4 separate regions of the Mus musculus genome follow, and regions 2, 3 and 4 are each linked to region 1. Evidence: chromatin contacts called from public HiChIP or PLAC-seq and Micro-C data. All regions are on one chromosome and are shown on one strand. Each heading gives the region's core, a stretch centred on a gene start, on an enhancer-like site or on the middle of the called end of the contact. The rest is flanking DNA. Distances are from core to core; before and after follow the strand shown. Region 1 holds the start of Mob3b (MOB kinase activator 3B). Region 2 overlaps Mob3b (MOB kinase activator 3B). Region 3 has its middle 24 kb from the start of Gm33672. Region 4 holds the start of Platr9 (pluripotency associated transcript 9).

Region 1 (3,109 bases), core at 342-2,841:
GAGTTATGGGTGACTGCGAGCTGCTGGCAGCGGATAATGGAACCAACTTAGGATCCTCTGGAAAAGCAGCAAGTGCTCTTAACTATTATACCACCTCTCCAGCTCTGCTCATTTTGTCTTCAGCTGTTTTAACTTTAAGTTTGGCTATTTCCCCCATAGAACACTAATATAGGGAGTGAGCAAAAAGCAGTATTTGTGTGTGTGTGTGTGTGTGTGTGTCTTATGGTGATACATTTCATAGAGAAAACTGGAGTGGGGTATCTGAGAAGGGATGTCTTGGGGGGGATGAATGGGGTTGAAAGGGAGGCCTCTGAGGAAAGAAATGGAGGGAAAAGGGTAGTCTCTGAGCCATGATGTGACTGAACAGTTAAGAAGACTGTCCCAGGCAGGGAGCATAGCAAGTGCTAAGGCCCCGTAGCAGGAGTTTTCCAAGCATTTGTGTGAGCCAAGTAAGGCACCACATATAGAGAGACTTTTGTGATGGAAAGGCTAACAGGAGTCGAGTATGGAAATATATCTCCTAAATTTCACCTAATTTACTTTCATTCTTTCAAACGTGTAGCAGAAGTTACGGAATGTGATCGCTAATCAAGTCATTTGATACTACCCAGCCGGCACACATCAAGATGTTTATAGGAGAATAAAAGCAGGTTGACACATCCACCTCATTTTTTTTTCTTTCAGTTCATGTTTGAAGACTCCTCCCAAGAACTAAGAGTACGTCTCATAATTGGTTTACTCATAATCACCCGGCGAGGTAGTTACGACTTCCACGCATTTTTGTCATGGTTTAATGCTGCTTTCCAAGGTGTTTCAGGCAGTCCACGGCATTTTACAGCTGGCAGAACATTTTGGAGAAGCGTAAGTCATTTGGCCCTTTCTGGATGCCTTGGAAAAAGCTCTTGTGGACTTCAGTTGGGGTGTCTATGGCTGTGATAAAACAGCATGACCAGAAGCAACTGGAGGAGGCAAGGGCTTATGTGGTTTATGCACAGTCCGCCGCAAAGGGAAGTAAGAACAGGAACTCAAGGCAGTTACCTGGAATCAGGAACTGAAGCAGACGCCATGGAGGAATGCTGCTCGCTGGCTTGCTTCTCATGGGATTTTAACCTTCCACCTAGGGCCCTGCTGGCTTCCTTCTCACAGGCAACAGCTTCTGGGACAGGAGATAAAGAGTAAGCTCCTCCAGCCGGAGCAGCGATGCTTGTAGATCCACGCGAGGCGCTTTCTTATACCCACCAGCACTACCTGCCCAACGCTGGCACAACCCACAGTCATTAATCAAGAAAATGCTGGACAGACTTATTAATAGGGTATTTTATGAGGGGTTTTTTTTTTAAGTCAAAATTCCCTCCTAAATATATCAAGGTTGTGTCAAGTTGACAAAGACCAACCAGGACAGCAGCATCTTTTCTACTCTGACATCTTTCTACCTACATTGGGCAGCGGACCAAAGTTGAGAGACTTAGACTGCTCATTGTCTCAGGCTCTTGTGGAGATTAGAGGATCCTAAGGGCAACAGGACTCCTCTTGCCCCCGCGTAGCTGCCTTTCCAGAGAAGGCCACCAGGGGACTCCGCTCTGAGCCGGTGAGTTGCAGTGGCGCCCGGGCGAGCTGCGCGGCGCGCTGGGTGCATGTGGGGGCCGCACCAGAGCCGTGGTCGCTGCATCTGGAGTCACGCGTGCTGGTCAGAAACCCCTCGCGTGAATCTGCAAGCATCGCTGCTCTGGCTGGAGGAGCTCACTCTTTTTCTCCGGCTCCAGAAACTGCTGCCGGCGTGAAGGAAACCAGCAGGGCCCTAGGCAGAAGGTTAAAACCCCACGGTAAGAGATCCTTCCAAGAGTGGTGTGGAGGCGCAGTCGCAGCTTCCCGCTTCGGATTGTGTCCTGGAGGGCCGAGGTGCGGGGCACACCTAGGGAGGATCAGTCGTGCGGACCCCAGTCCTCACCCCTCCTCCGCGAGCTTCCGGGGTTGGAGTCTGGTTTAGGCAGTACGGGCTTCTTGGCTTTCCTCTGCCTCCGGGTACGCACTTCCCGGGCTGGAATGTGAGTCCAGTTCCCACCCAGGGGGTCTGTGGCTTTGATCTGAAATACACCCCCTCCCTCCCCCTAAAGGGTGCAGATCTCACCCGGGACCCATTCTGAATCTCAGATGCGGGTGGGGTGCGCGTCGGCCTGAAGCGGCGGGAAGAGAAACTTTTACAAAGTGCATCTAAACAGGGCAACGCTCCTGGATCCCAGAGCAGGCTCGGCGTGGGGCTGTGTAGGGAGGGCTACAGCGCAGTCTCGATTTGTCCTCCCTGGCTACCTATGCCTCATCAAGGGAGGTATTAAGAATAAGTAAATTTTGCTCAACTTTTGGACCAACAACTGTCAAACATCTGGGATCGTTGCTCCTCCCTTTTCTGCACCGGAGAAGGTGAAAACTAAACTTTCCCTTCATTTCTCCTCCCCACCACTGGACCCCCAGGATGGGGTTGTTAATGGTAAAGAGCGGTTCCCGCCTCCTGGAGCGTGGCAGAGGCTCTAGACCACTCAGATTTCTTCCAGCCCCCTTTCAGACCCTCTGCAAGTCTTCCCCGCAGAGACGGGGCGACAGAGCCATTCTCCTGTAACCCAGTGAATGGCCTTTTGTTTCTCTGCGGTTCCACTATTGTTGCGCCTCTTAACATCTGGTGGGGCTCCAGCGGGGAAGGAAGTCCCTTTCGCCGCTCGCGGGGCCTTTCACGCTGGCCTTTGCGCAGGCTCGAGTCCGGGATCCCCGCTGGGGAAGGACAGAGTTCGGGACCTGGCTAGGCCGCCCCACCCGGGGCTTGTGGTTAGAGGGCGGAGGGAAAGTTGTTCCTGAGCCCGCCTCCTAGGCTGCTTGTGGCCCAGGGCGCATTTCTCAGATCTTATCCCCAGCGAATCTGAAACGAGAGATTGGAGGCAAAGTTCTCGAAAGCTAGGAGATCTGCGAGAGGGTCCAAAGGACTTTCAGAGGCGAGCTAAACGCATATGGAGGGCCCACAACCCGGGCGATGGCCGGAGACAGGGCACCTCATCTCTACGGAAAGTTCAGGGGTGGCAAAATTTTAAGGGCAGGCAGGCCATTGACCACAAAAGAGTGG
Region 2 (3,244 bases), core at 380-2,879, 150 kb after region 1:
TTGAAACCACCCCGGCTACATAAGATCCAGAGATGGAAGTCGGGAGGGAAAAGGGAAATGGAAGAAAAAGAAGAAGAAGAGGAAGAAGAGGAGGAGGGAGGGAAAGAAGAAAAAGAAGAGGAGGAAGGAAGGAAGGGAGGAAGGAAGGAAGGAAGGAAGGAAGAAAGGAAGGAAGGAAGGACATTCATAGAGTTTTACAAATCATGGTACCATTGATGATAATAAAGGCTTTAAATGAAGGGTTATTCATTTTCTTATTCATCACTGTTCTTACACTGTGTTTAATGGTGCCATCTAATTTCAGATTTTTTTTTTTTTTTTAGCAAGCATGTTTAGTCTAGAGATCCCCATCAAATGACAGTGATTCATTTTCCCGGGCTCGGAATTGTGTTTTAGGTACCCCAAAGCAACTCTGTTATATTTTGCTGCTACTTCCAGATTATGGAGAGGCCAGCACAAGCATCTGTCTTGTTGTGGCAGCCTTAGGCAGCTGTGAAATTACAGGTGTGTTGAATTTACAAGCCTGGGTAGAGACCAGAGCTCCTGCTTTCCCCCGTGACCATCCAACAGGAGTGAGATTACAGAGGAGAGCGCTGAGATGGGGGATGTAACAAGAGTTGTGAGCTGATACTTTGTCAGCTACCTCTGCTTCTGGAAAAGATAAGCTGCTGTCTTCCTTCACAATGTAATTCCTGTAGCTAATAAAATATCCGTGGAACTCAGGCTGACTGAGCCTTCAGGGCTATCAAGAATGTGATGACAACCAGCTCAGGGCTGCCTGTGACCCTTGTGTGCTACGTGCATAGATTTTGAAATTCCTTTCAAAAGAGCTTCCATGTGGCGAGTCTTTCAAAGGATAGAAAATTTCTGGTATTTACACAGTCTGGGAACTGAAAAGAAATAAATTCTTCATGCTGCTTTCGAGAAGGACGGAGGTGCCGTCAGTGAAGCAATTCCTTCACTCTGTTTTAGCTCCCAGTTTGACAAGCGTTCCTTCCAGACCTGGCGCCCACATGACTAACTGCTGCTATCAGACATTTCCTCTGCCCTTGATGAATTATTCTTCACTGATGTGTCTGTAAGAATGGTGAGATTACTAAACAGTAGCTAAATGAATCAGGTGCTTAGCACAACAACAGTACTGAAAACGGCTTATTGGATCAGCAGTTACCACAACAAAGTGACTTAACAAGTGGCTGGACGTGTGTGTACCTCTCCTTTTATCTGAGTACTTTCCCTTCCGTTGTAAGTACAGTGGATGTTGCTGCTTTGCAGGTGAAGATATATAAATTAAAATGGCCCCCACCCAGTGTAACAAATGAGGTGGGAATGGGCAAGCACTCCAACCTTGGACTCATTCTTGGGTGTCACCACACTGTGAGCATTTGCACACTTGAGGAAAGGCCACGGGTTGGATGAGACTTCCTTGCACATGTTTGTGAAGACACCCAGGTATCCACACAGCTCATGGGGTTCAAACCTCCCCAGACATGTCTGAGAACCGTCTTCATCTGCCGTGCATAGGCACAAGGCACACTTCTCTGAGATGTTTGATGGGTAGCATCCACCCCTTTGAGTGCGAGGCTTTCATCCCGGCAGCTGCAAGTAGGTGCTTGAGGGCGTGCCAGGCCTGGCCAGCTCTTGTGCTCGCTCAAAAGGGTTCAGGCAGCAATTAACTCAAAGTGTGTCTCCTGTGCCAGAACCCATTAGGACAATCAATATTGGCTTCTGTCTTTGCATGCTTAATAAGAGCCCTGCTCCTGGACCTGACCTGCAGAAAATACCTTCAGAAATTCCCAAAGGTTTTACAGACATCAATAAATTAAGCATCCACACAGCACCCCCGCACAAGGTAACAGAGGGTAATTCTTAAGTCAAGGAGAGAGTTAGCTTGAGAGGGTAGTTGGGCAGATAAAGGACTCCACACTTTCAACATGTCACCACCCCCACACCTTAGGAGACCTCTTATAGGACTATTGTAAAACCTGAAGCATACAGTTTTAAAACCACTGATCCTTCCTTGCTGACCTTCTTTGTTTGATTGGCACTGTAGCTCATAGTGTATATTCCTGGACCTGGACCTGACCTAGCATGGGCTGGCATGCCAGAGGGCCATCTCTCACTACATATTCACATTTATTTTATTTTTTTTTTTTTTAGGTTTAATCATGACTTGGGGAAGCAAGGTCCAGGGACTTTTCTCAGTCTTGACTTTCCTTAGCTCAGGTAGGAGGAGCCAAGGAGTTGTCAGTCTGAGTCAGCATAAAGGTGCTCATAACATGCATTGATTTATTAGGTGTTTTTTGGTCTGCCTTAAGCTATGGGAGTGGAGGGGAGCTGAGGGAGGGCTTGGCACAGCTCTCCTGAACACCATATATCCTTCTTAGCTTCTGGGAGCAACAGTGAATCAGGGCACTGGGAATAACTGACTTGGGCACACTTGATATTATGTTGCTCCTGGGGCTTTAGTCACAGAAGTGTAGAAAGAGGATTGGCCTGGAATCTGAAGCAAGTGAGGATCCCGCACAGCTGTGTGAGGGGCTGGCTGCCTAGACATTTTTCTTTTTTCTTTCCTGATTTTATTTTTGTCGTTGTTTCTTTTCTGACTCATAATCACACTGTAATGCAACCCAGGAACCTCCCAGACATTGACCTTGGCAGCAGCACAATAGCAACGGATAACATGTACAGAGCTGAAGAGATGCAGAAAGCTAACATAACTGTGCTCAAGGCTCCAAAGCTGAAATGAGAGTGACGGAATTATAAGCACAAGGCGTGTATGTGTGTGCATGCATGTGTGTGTGTGTGCATGTATGTGTGCAGGGTAGAATGATATGCATGCAGAGAGGTTAAGCCTGAGGACTCTAACCTCAGAGAGGACTCTAGCCCAGGGAAGATGTTTAGCAGTCCTTGGGTGGGCATGGGATGTGTGGCAATACTGAATGGCCACAGCCACCCACCTAAGTTGGGGGTCATAAAATGATACATTAATTTGTCCCTTATTGCCTCAGCCAAGAGGTTGCAAATTTAACGTTGTCAAGTTGAACATTGGTTGTTGGTGGGCGGGAGGGAGAAAGGTGTCTGCCCCGTGCCTCTAGCCAGTTCAGCGGCGTCTTGGTGCTATAATAAAGGATCTGAGGCACCTTCATCCCAGCCACTGTCTGCACCGCCAGCTGAAAAACCCGGAAGAGAGAAGCTGACTGAGTCTGGTGAAAGTTCACCAGACTATAAGCCTAGAAGGGGT
Region 3 (3,469 bases), core at 562-3,061, 150 kb before region 1:
ATAGCCTGCAATTAATGGAAAGGGCTCTTGTAGCCATAGTTAACTCAGCTGTAAACTCATACTCTCTCCATCCAACTCCATGAGCAAATTTCTGAGTAAACAAATAGGTCAATTTGCTCCCTGCGCTAAAGTGGACCAAGGAGAGGCGAGTCTCTGTTAATGAGTCAATAGTGCTAGAGTTTGCTAATGATAGCCTTGAAGTAGCTCAACTCTATGATTTTCTAGGACAAATTCAAGCTTTCCAAATCTAAATTTCAGACTCCTAAAAAAAATCAATTGCTTGGGGGAAAGAAGCTGTCAGTAGAAAGTATAAGAGTGGAAAGGAGATAGTTAGCATACTTTAAAAATAGATTTTTATATTTTCCAATCATCCTCCAAAGACACGGTATTTGGGTCAGAGAAGTGATTTCCCCAACCATCCTTCCAGTCATGCTGGACTTCTGGTGGGCATCCCATAGAAATAAAAGAGCACTATAAGGTGCAATTGAAATTGTATAAGTATCTTAGAGGTTATAGAGTAGTAACGGGAACAATTATGAGCTACATGGTGGGATAGGATGCCAGAGGATGGGCTAAAGTTAAGAGGATTTTAAAGGGAGCCATAAGACCAGAGAGGTACACAGAATCTGATCAGTGGAAATGCCAGGCCTACACATAGGGACTCTCAAATGTGGACACTGTATTAGTTTCCTATCATGCTTTAACAAATTTAGTGCCTTAAAACCACTCAAATGTATCACCTCATAGTTCCTAATGTCACCAGGTATGCTGATAAAGACACCTCCTAGGGTATCCCCTGTCAGACCAAGTTCTGGACAAGTGCACTGCCTACTATAGATCATACAGAAGGGCTAACTAGAAAGTTCATCTGACTCGTTGGGCAAGTTCATTTTTGTGGAATTATGGAGCTGAAGCCCCTGAGCCTTGGCCACTGTATACTTGGAAAAGGTGGTCCTGTTGCAAACACTCTTTCTCCTGAGTTTTTGCTTCTTTTTCTCTTTCCTTTCTAGCAACCAACATAGAGCTTCTTTCGTGATAGATGTTCATCTGAATTCTTCATCTCTGCCACTTCCGAGTCCTTCAGAAATGTCTGTTTCTCAGTGCTCTTGCATTTGGACTCTACTCATGCAGATGATTCAGTCACTCTCCTATAGTAAGGCTTTATCTTTGACTACATCTGCAAAGCCTCTTTGGCCAAATCAAATATTACAGCAACACACTATCGTATACGTAGTTCATAGGGGCCAAAATCCTTCACAGCACCAGCACGGTGGTTTCTAGAGACCTGGTGCACAGATAATCTGTAAAAGAATATGGCTGCCAAAATATCCAAAGAGTTATTAGTGAGAGAAAAAATAGCATGCAAAAGAGACTGTCTGTTCAGAAGTTAATAGAATCAGCTTGACTTGTCTCTGAAAGACTGGGTCCTTTAAAGTAATGCACAAGTTAACAGGAAGAATATGTATCTTAAAGTTAAAAAAATATAAGAAAACAGTGGGGGTAGATTCACTGCTAAAAATAACTAATTTCTTATTTTGTGGTGACAGGTACTCCATAATCTTAAACATGACTTTGTGTATGCGTGTGTGTGTCTGTGTGTGTGTGTATCTGTGTGTGTGTGCGCGCAAAGAGTGTACTTACACATGCATAATGTGGTAGAAGAAGAATGTGTGTGACATGATGTCCCACTGCCACAGACTTTTCCAACAGAGCAATTGCCAACTGTTGTCACAGCTCTCAACCCTACTTTGACATCACAGTCTGCAAATTATAACCTATGCACAGACACAGCTCACTGGTTCTGGCTCATTCATTTTCTTATGCAATAAAATCATTTCCCAGCATGAATGCAATTGCATGAGAGTTGCTTCATAGTGAGAACCATCCAGCTTCATGGGATTCATCCAAGTAGAAATAAAGTCAGAATGTTGTAATCTTTTTAGTTGATATTTAAAGGACCAGACTTCTTCATATCTCCTGACTGTCAAAGTAACTTGACAGGTATAGAACGTTTTTATTCCTACAGATACCTAAAATTGATCTTATGAATGGTGACTTGTATTTTAGAACTGTGCTAATGACAACAATCCAAATCATTAACAAATGGACTGTGTTTTCCTCTGGAAATGAATTCTCGCCATACTGAGTGACAAATTCGCTTGTAATTACAAGGGCTCAGGCGGTGTGTCCTAGGCTCCATTTAGAATCTACTTCAGTTTTGAGCAGCCGCTCCCTGCAAGGTTTCCTCTTTTCTTTATATATATCCTTTGGGAAAACACAATTTTAGCTCAGGCTCCAGCTTTCCATGCTTTCCCCCCTGTCTCCAGTGACAGGGAATTACCATGGAAGACTAACACAGGGCTTTAGGATGGCATCCGAAGCCCGTGGTTTCTGTTCTGTCCTCCAGAGCTTTTCCTCTTGCTGTAATCGAACGGAAGACTCAAAAGCTCATACAGGCATGTACACCCCACATGACTGTCTTTCGAATTAAAATTGTTAAAGAAAAATTTTCCTCACACTTTATCGCCACAAACTACAGCCATAAATAAAGTACAACACAGAGTATTTACTTATAAAGCTGGATTTAGTACATAAAACACAGCTCTTTGTATAGCAAACAAGAACTTTAATCACTTTAAGTCACTTTACCACCTGGGTAGAAAATGAATTCAGTAAAGATATGATCAGCTTTTACATAAAACCTGCCAAATGGAGGCTCTGTGGTAGGAAACTGTAACCTTTAACAGAGTTTAACAATCTGCAATGAACTCTTATTTTATTTTTCATCCTCTGTTCTACATTTTGCTTCATGAATTATCAGCCCCAGACACTTTTTCAATGACAATAATTTCATCAAAGGTATCTTAATATAAACTATATTCAAATTCATTGAGAGTCATGTATCACTTGTACAGCCTCTTTCTTCTTGACATGATTTTCAAATATTGCTTGCATCCAGTCTTTCGTTCCTGCACATCCTCAAATTCATACTACAGCCGTTATAGACACAGCTAATTTACATATAGATTAAAAATTACCTAGAAGCCCATTCACACACTGATGAGTTAAAGACAAAGCAAGTCAAAGTTGTTGGCTGATTTTCATTACATCTGAATATTATGACATATTAAGCCAGTCAAAATACAGGCTTCAAATCCACAGCTTAAGTTGAGTTTTAAAACTCTGCAGCTCTTCGGAGAGCCAAATACAGATACATTTCTAAATGTTGCGATAGCTCTTGACTCGCTATCCTTTAAAATGACTTATCTCTGTTGATTCTTTATATCTAATCCCCAAATTATTAAACGTATTTGCTTTAAATCAAATAAGCTAGCAAGCCATTGGCGGCCTAGACAATTTTAATTAGAATTGAGAAAAGAGTATCCTTTCAAACTGACTAAAAATTTGAAGTTCAACTACTTACTTTCCTAGATCTGTTCTGTCTGTCTGTCTGCCTGTCTGTCCATCT
Region 4 (3,412 bases), core at 260-2,759, 250 kb after region 1:
TTGATTCCATTGATCAACATGTCTGTTTTTATGCCAATACCATGTGGTTTTCATTACTATAGCTAACTAGTACAACTTGAAATTGGTAATGGTGGAACATCCAACAGTTCTTTTTTTGCTCAGGGTTGTTTTATCTATTCTGAGTTTATTGCTTTTCTGTATGAAGTTGAGCATTTTCCACTCCACATCTGTGAAGAATGGTGTTGTAGTTTTGATGGTAATTGCATTGAATCTGTAGATTGCTTTTGGGGGTGGGGAATAAAATATTTATCTCTTTGGCTTTGCAGAAGTGTTATGAGTTTCATCTGTCAGTCGTTGCCCTGGATCCCTGGGCAAATGGAGTCCTCTTCAGAAAGTCTATTCACAGACCTACACTCTGTAGGGTTCTGCCTGTATTTTCTAACACTTTCAGTGTCTCGGGTTTCACATTTAGGTCTTTGATCCATCTAGAGTTACTTTTGTGTCAGGTGATAGAAGCATGTCCAATTTCATTTTTCTATACTTGGGACTCCAGTTTTCCTGGCACCATTTGTCCAAAATGTGGTCTTTTCTCTGCTGTGTCATTCTCAGTCATTGTAATCAATGAGAGACCCTGGCAGGGGTTGTGCACAGCCCTGGGAGTGCGGGGTGGGACTGAGCATGTGCAAAGGCAGGGAATGACTGGAATTCTTCTCTATCATATGCTGAATTTTGTGGTAGATCTTGAAATCTTTAAGATGCAAAAGTAGAGCCCTAATAAGCAAAACACACCAAAGACCAGCCAGCTTCTAATTCTACCCGAACGTCCTGTTTCATTTGTTACTCTTTCTGTGTGGATGAGAATGTGGCGTGACATAGGTCCCCAGGAAAACCCGACTGAACAGAAAACTGTGTGTTGTATGTGAGAAAGAAACCAAACCAAACCAAAAACAAAGAGACAGGCAGCAGGAGAACCTGTGATAAATGTAGGTGAATTTGCCTGAAATTTCTTAACCAAAGTATAATTTTCATTGTAATATTATCCATATAGCCTGTAACTTTTTTTTTTTTTAAAGAACTACCAAACATCTGCAGCTCTTCACATATACTGCAACGGAAAGAAGAAAGCTGTAGAAGTCACCTGCCCAGGCTTCTGGAGCTAGTGACAGGTGGAGGCTAACAGCTCCTGCTTTTACTTCTGGAGTTCACTAAACATCACCAGCTGTGGAACTGGGCAAGGAAAATGTCCTCCTTAGGGGGCTTGAGCTGGCAGTTGTCAGCAGGAGAGGAACAGACAGAGTTGTCTGTCACTGATCTCTGCTAGTCTGTCCTCTCTCATAAATTCACTGCTTAAGTGGCACTTTGTTGTGAATAGCCCTGGGGCTGATTATATTTGATGTTAATTCCATTCTCCAGTGCGTGGTTGTGAACAAGGAATGAGTCAGCACTCAGGTGATTTCCTGTAAACCTGCTTCCCACCTTAATTTGTAAAATAAAGGAGAGCTGTAGATTGGGCAGATAAAAGGGAAAGTGGATCTTTGGTGAAGTTTAGCTGGCTGTAATTCCACATACAAAGTTAAGGTTGGATTCCGGGCTGAGGCTGGGGTTACGATTGTAGCTAATTGGGTTTGGGGATAGAGTTGGCTTTGGTGCCTGGGTTGTGGTTGTGTTAAGTGTAGGGGTGGGTGGGTTTGAGGTTGGTGTTACGGTTAGGGTATGGGTAGGCATTTGGGTTAGGTTTGAAGTTGGTATTGGAGACTGGGTTGGGCATAGGGTGGGGGCAAGTCTTGGGATGGGCTTGAGGTTATGTTTAGAATTGTGCTTGGGTGTGGAGATGGCCAGGGGTGGGATGGGGTTTAGGGATGTGCTGTTGGAGTTGGGGTTAGAGTAGAGTCGGAGATGGTGTTAGAGTTGGGATTGTGTTGGCTTGGATGTGAGATTGGGGTTGGTATTAAACTCGGGGTTGGGGTAGGGATTGTGGATAGCACTGGGGTTAGGGTTATAGTCGTGCTTGATATTGGGGTAGAATTGAGGCAGGGGATTGCTTGAAGTTAAATTGGAGTTGTGTTTGGTGTTGTCAGGTGTGCTGTCTGATTCTTATGTCAACTTGACCCAGGCTAGAGTCATCTGAGAGGGAGGAACCCCAATTAAGAAAAATACCTCCATAAAACTTGGCTGTAGGTAAGCCTATATATAGAGCATTTTCTTAATTAATGAAATAGCCAAGGAACAAGCAAGGCAATAAACAAGGTCCTGTGATCACTCCCAAGGTCACTGTTTCTAAGGACAGTTTCTCTTCAGGGTGGCCAAGTTATCTTAGCCTACTTCACTGTCTTAGCCCAAAGTCATATTCATGCCTAAAGCCTACTTCTTTGTACTAGCCTAAAGTAAGATTCCTCCCTGAACTTTCTTCCCTGTTCTAGCCTAAAATCAGATTCCTGCCTGAGCTTACTTCCTCGTCCTGGCCCGATGTCAGATTCCTGCCAAGGGGCCCCAAAAGCTTTCCACAAAACTTTGTGTGTGAATTGATCCGGAGCAAAGTCTGTTAGTGTCATCTACCACTGTACCTAGCAGTGGAGACCAGTCTGGCTACGTACGATGTTTCCTCCTAATGGTCACAGCGTCAACTTGGCCGATCAGGATGATCATGGGGATGATGCCCCATTACAACCTGAGCATCCTTTCAATTCCCCCTAAACATAGGATGATCTGGGGCTGGAGAAATGAATGGCTCAGTGGTTAAGGCACTGACTGCTCTTCCAAAGGTCCTGAGTTCAAATCCCAGAAACCACATGGTGGCTCATAACCACCTGTCATGAGATCAGACGTCCTCTTCTGGTGCGTCTGAAGTCAGCTACCCTAAGTCCCAGAAACTAGGCCTTAAGACAGCAGCTCCAGGGACAGACCATAAAATCCAGAAAAAGATCATAAAACCCCCTCCCAAAGAACAGCCTGGGGACAACCTCAAGAATGGGGAAATAGCTTATCTCATAATAGGCCATCTTCTAAGGGCAGTCCTATTTTATCACATGATATAGGAATGCAGACCACCGATCACCTGTGACCCTCACCCCCAGTACCCACCAATGAGATTTTAGATTACCTAATCCTTCTAGAGAGCTGCCCCATAAAATGTTCTTCCCTATAAGAAGGCCTGTGTGCCTCTGTCTGGGGTCTAGAGAATGGTTGCTCCCAGCATGCTGGATTTTTCTGAAGAATAAATGTTCTTTATTTTTGCATACTATCTGAGTCTGGGGTCTTCCTTCAGTGATTTTCATACCCTTACAATACCAAAACCAAACAATGACCAATCTTCATGTGTACTTTGATGTGTCTTAAACATTTTTTAAATTTATTTTTATTTTTATTGTTTTTGGTTTTTTTTCGAGACAGGGTTTCTCTCTGCAGTCCTTGCTGTCCTAGAACTCACTCTGTAGACCAGGCTGGCCTTGAA

Evidence for each region. Hi-C and Micro-C count contacts between places; a contact is called where the count stands out from the background. HiChIP or PLAC-seq counts read pairs in DNA pulled down with a chosen protein or histone mark.
Region 2: an H3K27ac HiChIP or PLAC-seq map of hepatocytes shows a contact between it and region 1, with 4 times the contacts expected there. The contact joins the enhancer-like site here to the promoter of Mob3b in region 1. A contact is called at or near these places in 8 of 39 promoter capture datasets (the C10 cell line, cranial neural crest, hippocampal neurons and 4 more), 2 of 15 datasets of contacts at CTCF or cohesin (the NIH/3T3 cell line and embryonic stem cells), 17 of 484 Hi-C or Micro-C datasets (CD4 T cells, CD8 T cells, the HL-1 cell line and 10 more), 42 of 115 datasets of contacts at active chromatin or transcription factors (the 230-238 cell line, CD8 T cells, DN3 thymocytes and 29 more) and 4 of 9 other capture datasets (adipose tissue, embryonic stem cells, liver and 1 more).
Region 3: a Micro-C map of brown adipocytes shows a contact between it and region 1, with 4 times the contacts expected there. The contact joins the enhancer-like site here to the promoter of Mob3b in region 1. A contact is called at or near these places in 3 of 39 promoter capture datasets (embryonic stem cells and liver), 4 of 484 Hi-C or Micro-C datasets (brown adipocytes, embryonic stem cells and liver) and 2 of 115 datasets of contacts at active chromatin or transcription factors (embryonic stem cells and microglia).
Region 4: a contact with region 1 is called in an H3K4me3 HiChIP or PLAC-seq map of bone marrow-derived macrophages, with 3 times the contacts expected there. The contact joins the promoter of Platr9 here to the promoter of Mob3b in region 1. A contact is called at or near these places in 4 of 39 promoter capture datasets (the 3T3-L1 cell line, liver, pre-B cells and 1 more), 1 of 484 Hi-C or Micro-C datasets (embryonic stem cells), 5 of 115 datasets of contacts at active chromatin or transcription factors (bone marrow-derived macrophages, embryonic stem cells and stem cell-derived neural progenitor cells) and 2 of 9 other capture datasets (adipose tissue and liver).

Annotation. Positions count from the first base shown.
Region 1 is chr4:35,155,966-35,159,074 of GRCm38.p6, reverse strand. Mob3b (MOB kinase activator 3B) reads left to right here and starts at 1,591. Exons shown (of 4, transcript NM_178061.5): 1 at 1,591-1,823.
Region 2 is chr4:35,004,641-35,007,884 of GRCm38.p6, reverse strand. All of the region lies in intron 2 of Mob3b (MOB kinase activator 3B), which reads left to right. Among named protein-coding and RNA genes, the nearest start is that of Gm33620, 14 kb to the right of the region's middle. Within about 2 kb of position 1,629, at least 71 of the 459 cell types and tissues checked have an H3K27ac peak or open chromatin away from gene starts, as enhancers often do. A contact at or near this core is called in the SCID.adh cell line, Sertoli cells, Th17 cells and 8 more, where this site is marked.
Region 3 is chr4:35,303,768-35,307,236 of GRCm38.p6, reverse strand. No RefSeq gene overlaps it. Among named protein-coding and RNA genes, the nearest start is that of Gm33672, 24 kb to the left of the region's middle. Within about 2 kb of position 1,811, at least 9 of the 459 cell types and tissues checked have an H3K27ac peak or open chromatin away from gene starts, as enhancers often do. A contact at or near this core is called in brown adipocytes, where this site is marked.
Region 4 is chr4:34,909,578-34,912,989 of GRCm38.p6, reverse strand. It overlaps Platr9 (pluripotency associated transcript 9), which reads left to right and starts at 1,509. Exons shown (of 3, transcript NR_040652.1): 1 at 1,509-1,539; 2 at 2,040-2,139; 3 at 2,382-3,201.